2 separate regions of the Sus scrofa genome follow, and region 2 is linked to region 1. Evidence: chromatin contacts called from public HiChIP or PLAC-seq data. All regions are on one chromosome and are shown on one strand. Each heading gives the region's core, a stretch centred on a gene start, on an enhancer-like site or on the middle of the called end of the contact. The rest is flanking DNA. Distances are from core to core; before and after follow the strand shown.

What was found. HiChIP or PLAC-seq counts read pairs in DNA pulled down with a chosen protein or histone mark.
Region 2: an H3K27ac HiChIP or PLAC-seq map of alveolar macrophages shows a contact between it and region 1. The contact joins two enhancer-like sites. A contact is called at or near these places in 1 of 5 promoter capture datasets (liver), 3 of 47 Hi-C or Micro-C datasets (liver, omental adipose tissue and subcutaneous adipose tissue) and 1 of 2 datasets of contacts at active chromatin or transcription factors (alveolar macrophages).

Annotation. Positions count from the first base shown.
Region 1 is chr17:51,528,074-51,530,773 of Sscrofa11.1, forward strand. No RefSeq gene overlaps it. Among named protein-coding and RNA genes, the nearest start is that of RNF114, 16 kb to the left of the region's middle. Within about 2 kb of position 1,433, at least 5 of the 83 cell types and tissues checked have an H3K27ac peak or open chromatin away from gene starts, as enhancers often do. A contact at or near this core is called in alveolar macrophages and liver, where this site is marked.
Region 2 is chr17:51,972,811-51,975,510 of Sscrofa11.1, forward strand. No RefSeq gene overlaps it. Among named protein-coding and RNA genes, the nearest start is that of PTPN1, 43 kb to the right of the region's middle. Within about 2 kb of position 1,326, at least 14 of the 83 cell types and tissues checked have an H3K27ac peak or open chromatin away from gene starts, as enhancers often do. A contact at or near this core is called in alveolar macrophages and liver, where this site is marked.

The DNA of each region.
Region 1 (2,700 bases), core at 183-2,682:
GGGTGATGGAGCGCCCCCTCCTGTGCTGTGCAGGTTCCTGTTGGTTGGTCCTTGGCGGCAGCTGCCAGGAGCTAGAGTTACCTCATGGGAAACATTTCACAGGTCTTGTTAGGGTGGATGTTCTGGGTTGAACATGGTCTGATGCTGGAAGTTTTGATGAGTGAGATTTTCCTATCATTCCTGCACACCCTTAGGATTTAACTGGTTCAGACTTAAATGCCTGCATGGTGCCTTTTAGGGTAAGGTGTCACCATGTATTTTTAGTGAAAATAAGTGTTTCTAGGTTAGGAAAGTTAAATTCCAATTATCCGTAAGAGAGGAGGAGGGTCAGCTAAGAGGTGGAAGGGCGCTAGCTTTTTGGTTCTGATTTTCAAACTGGTGAAGTGTTTTCAGATGACTCAGTCATGGTGCCTCTCGATTTGGGAGCCTGCTTATGTTCTTGTCCTGGAAGCATGAAAAGAAGTCCTCAAATGAATAAGAAGTGTGTGAGCTCCCATGAATACTAGTTCTTGCATCTTTTATTTGGTAACTTAGATTAAATTGTGTTGCTTTTCTATCACAAATGGTTTCCTTATAAAACTGGTTACAACACGTGAATTGATGTGTAAAGACCTGCCTTCGAAAGCAGAGAGGTCTTGGGAGCACCACCTGCTGCCTGACCCTCCTCTGAGAAGTTGGTAATAGAAGCAGCTCAAGAAGCTTGGCGTTCACCATGTTTCATGAATATTAGTAAATATAAGGCTAAGGGCTTGTAATGTATAGGAGTAGAGCCTCTGATCGACCAAAAGGCATCTGGGTTTCAATTCATTTTTCTCTGCCAGACCTCTTGTCTGAATATGGACACTTTTTTTCTGGTCAGCGGCTGAGGCTGCAAATGACGGGGCTTTTGGCCTGTGCGCTGCTGTTGTGGGCCCCTCTGTCCCTGCCACCGAGAGCCAGATGCCTAGGAACCAGCAAAAACACAGCTCTTGGGGGCAAAGTAATTTTTTCTAATCTGCTGTTGCTTGAGAGGGCCCAAATGTTATGGTCAGTTTCTTCACTGTAACTTCTGGAGAAAGTTCACTTCGAGGCCCCTGCATTGAGATCACCTCGGTCTAAGTTTAGAGGGAAATTGGACAAAAACCTTCGTTTAGGGAACTGATGATGGTGGTCTCACGGGTGGTACCAAGAAACAGAGTTCCTTGTATTAAGTGCACTTCATGTATTTCTAATAAGAGGACTTTCCAGATAGCGACATTTGTTATGTTCTGGCTTTTAAAAGGTGAAATACAAATAAATTTCATAATTTATCCAACCAGTGAGCTGTAATGCCTGTTTTCTGGAATTCACCACCACTTGCTGAACTCTGGGCCTGGGGAGCCTCGGGAAGACTGTTGCTCTTTCTAAGGGGAAGTTCTTGTCTGTCACGAGTGAGCCCCATCTGGCTCGGATCTCAGCTCTGACACTTCACCAGCTGCCCTCTCTGGGCCTGTCTTCTCTGGAGATTAGACACCTTGCCCACCCTGCCCCGCCCCGCAGTTGGGAGCTCCAGTCAGGCAGGAAGTGACCATGTTCCATGAAAGAGGCTTTAGATGACTTAGTAGCGGCCCTGAGACCATCGCATGGGAGATCTGAGGTCATGGCCGTGTTTCAGTTTTGTACTCTGCCACTGGCTGTGGGACATCTGGAAAATACTTCTCCTTCCTGATGTAATTGGGCTTAAAAAGGATCCTTCTCCTGCACGTGGAGAGGGGACTGCAGTGGGGAAAGAAGGAAGCAGAGGCCAGGCGGGCGGTTGCTGCAGGTTCCGGGCAGGAGGTGGCGGCGGCCCGGGGCTGTGCAGTGGTAACGGTGGTACTGAGGTTGTCTGATTCCGCAGCTCTTGAGGGAGAGGTGTGAAAGCCGGAGAGGAGTCCAGAGGGACGCCGAGGTCTGGGACCTGCACGACCACTGAATTAAAGGAAAGATTCCATGAGGAGATGGAGGGGATGTTTCAGGAATGGGCACCTTGGACTTCACAGAGGACCTCCTGGCACCATGCACAGATACAGGAAGTGCCAGCTCTCAAGCAACTCAAAGAAATGTGACTAGGACGTGCCTGGGACCTTGAAATAACTCTAACAGTTACTCAGATGATGCCAGTTTCTCCAATGTCAGAGATGCATGTGATCAAACTCTTAAAATGACTAGACAAAATACTTCCACATTTGTTTTATTATTATTATTATTATTATTACTATTGGTCATTTTTGGCCGCCCCATGGCATATGGAGTTCCCAGGCTAAGGATCAGTTCCAAGCCGCAGTCACGACCTAAGCCACAGCTGCAGCAATGCCAGATCCTTGACCCACTGTGCCAGGCCAGAGATCGAACCTGCAACCCACTGTTCCCAAGATGCTGCTGATCCCATTGTGCCACGGTGGGAACTCCTTTACATTTGTATTAAATATAGCATAAGTAATTAAAAACGTAGGGATTTGAGGCATTCCCATTGTGGTGCAGCGGAAATGAATCCGACTAGTATCCGTGAGGATCTGGGTTCGATCCCTGGCCTCACTCAGTGGTCAGTGATCTGGTGTTGCTGTGAGTAGCGGTGTAGGTCACAGACGCATCTCGAATCCCACAATGCCGTAGCTATGGCTGACACTTGCAGCTCCGATTCAACCCCTAGCCTGGGAACCTCCATGTGCCGCGGATGTGGCCCTGAAAAGCAATGAGGAT
Region 2 (2,700 bases), core at 76-2,575, 440 kb after region 1:
ATGAACGTATGGAAAGGTAAGTGGGTGAAATGCATGGATGAAAGGATAAATTGATGGATGGATGGATGGATGGATGGATGGAGAGATGGATGGATGGAGAGATGGATGGATGGATGGACAGATAGATGGATGAATGAATAGATATGTAGGAGGGTGAAATGTATGAATGAAAGGATGGATGGATGGATAGATGAATGGAGGATGGACAGGTAGATGGATGAATGGATGAGTGGATAGATAAGTGAAATGCATGAATGAAAGGATGGATGGATGGATAGATGGGTGGGTGGATGGATGATATTGATGGATGAGTGAGTGAGTGAGTAGAATGCATACATGGAATGAATGCATGACTATACATGTAAAAGAATTAACTAAATAAATGGTCATGGAAAGCAGAGGCATTAGGAGTTCAAGTGTTTGTTCCTGGACCTTGAATGCACCCTTCAGGAAGGTCTTAAACTGGCAGTTCTCAGGCCAAATCAGGCTTCAGACTTGTTTTATTTGGACATCAAGGGTTTTTAACTTTTTAATTAATTGCCATTGTGTAAAAATTAGGAAATTTCACATAAGTAATCTAGATTTCTGCCTTCTCTTGCAAAATTGGGCCAGCCCACAGGAAACAAAGTGCCAGGACTAACCAGGCTGAGCCGTCTGGGACACCACGGTCCCCACCACTCCCCAGTGCATCCCTCATGTTGAGGTTGAGTCTCAGCTGCCGTTTATCATGGCACTGGGGCTGGCGTTTTTCTCACAGTACAAATATAATGAAAACGAAAAATCTCTTGTACATGACTTTCCATCAAAAGTGGGAAAATGAAAATATATAAAAAGAAAACTGGGAGAAAAGGTATTTCTTTGTGGAACAAGAGAATATTTCTGTGGATTTGAAACCCAAGCAATGCATACTTTTCTGAGGGACAGTAGATTACATTGGTTAAGGGCACAGGTGCTGGAGCCTGACAACTTGGGTTCAAGCCCCAGCTCTGCCACCTACTGGCTGTGTGGCCTTGGGCAAGTCACTGAACTTCTCTGGGCCTCAGTTTTCTCATCTCTGTGGCAGGGATGGTGTCGGTCCCCACCCCCAGGGTATTAATACTTGTTAATACAAGTTCCTATATGTGAGGCTCTGTGTGTGTGAGCCATTCTTACCTTAAGCAGGACTAACTTCGGTCACTGCCTGGGCCCTGTAGGTCCACAGTAGGGGTTCTAAACCCAAGGCCATTTGGCAATGTCTAGATTTGGCAATGTCTAGAGACCTTGGACTGTCACAACGTCCCATTCCAGGCTGCAGCCAGTTAAACAAGGGATGTGTCCCCAGCGCCTCCTGGTGGCCTCATCCCTAAACTGCGTGAAATTCCCCAGCCTTGGGTAGTGGTGGAGAGATTGGGGACTTACCCCAGGGCCATAGTCTCCAGACTAGTTGTCAGGGTAGAGATTTAAAGTAATGAAAGATGGCAGCAAAGGCTTGGGCGTTTGGATCCCAGCTCTTGAACAGAGCAGCAGGAAGACTTGAGCCAAATTCTATGACCTTTCTGGACCTCAGTTTCCTCCCCTATAAAATGGGGATGATGTCACTTCAGTGTTGTTGAAGGACTAGATTAGGTAACAGACAAAAACAGACAGCGCACATGGGACTCTTCACAATCGTCTTCTCTGACACTGGTGTACATCCAAATCCATAACCATTTACATTTGATGAACTTCCAAACTACTCAGAGTGATTTTTTGGTTTTGTTTTGGTTTTGTTTTTTGTCTTTTTAGGGCTGCACCTGTGGCATGTGGAAGTTCCCAGGCTAGGGGTTGAATTGGAGCTGTAGCTGCCAGCCTATGCCACAGCCACAGCAACGCAGGATCCAAGCCACGTCTGCAGCCTACACTACAGCTCACAGCAATGCCAGATCCTTAACCCCACTGATCAAGGAGGGATCGAACCAGTGTCCTCATGGACACTAGTCAGGTTTGTTACACTGAGGCACACTGGGCACTCCATCAGAGTGATTTTTGTTTTATAAAGACATATTTACTTACATGGAATGGGATCCACATATATCATCAAGTAACCTCAGGCTTCAAAAACCTTGTGCCCAGAAGGATCCCATTTTTGTTTGGCTTACCTGGATGTTCAAATAGGTACACTTGTAGCATATATGAGAAAGAAAGACCTAAATTTCTTCTTATATAAAGAGCTCTTGCAGATGGAAAAAAAGAAACAATTATCCAATGGAAAGATAGGCAAAGGACTGAATGCTTTGCTACCAGAAAAGAAATAATAATACAAATGGCCTTTAGATATATTTTTAAATCCCCAACCTAATATAAAAGGAAGGACTGCAGAATACAACCACCGTGAACACCTTTTTCCCCAGTGAGCAGGGCAAAGATTGAGAAGTCAAATCATAGTAGGCGTCGGCTAGAGTGTGGGGAAACCAGCCCTCACGTAAGCTGATGGTCTGAATGCCAATTGGTAGGTATGACCTTAGAAAGCATTTGGACAATAAGTGTTAAAATTTAAAAACGCACCTGCCCTGTGACCAGGCAGTTCAGCTGCTAGGAATGTATCCCCACAGAAATAGATCCACATACACGGAAAGACTCCTGTGAAGGGAATACTAATTGCAGCATTGTTTGCTGCAGCAAAAGACTGGAATCACCTACATGACTATCACCAGGGGCTGGTTAGATAAATTATTATATTCA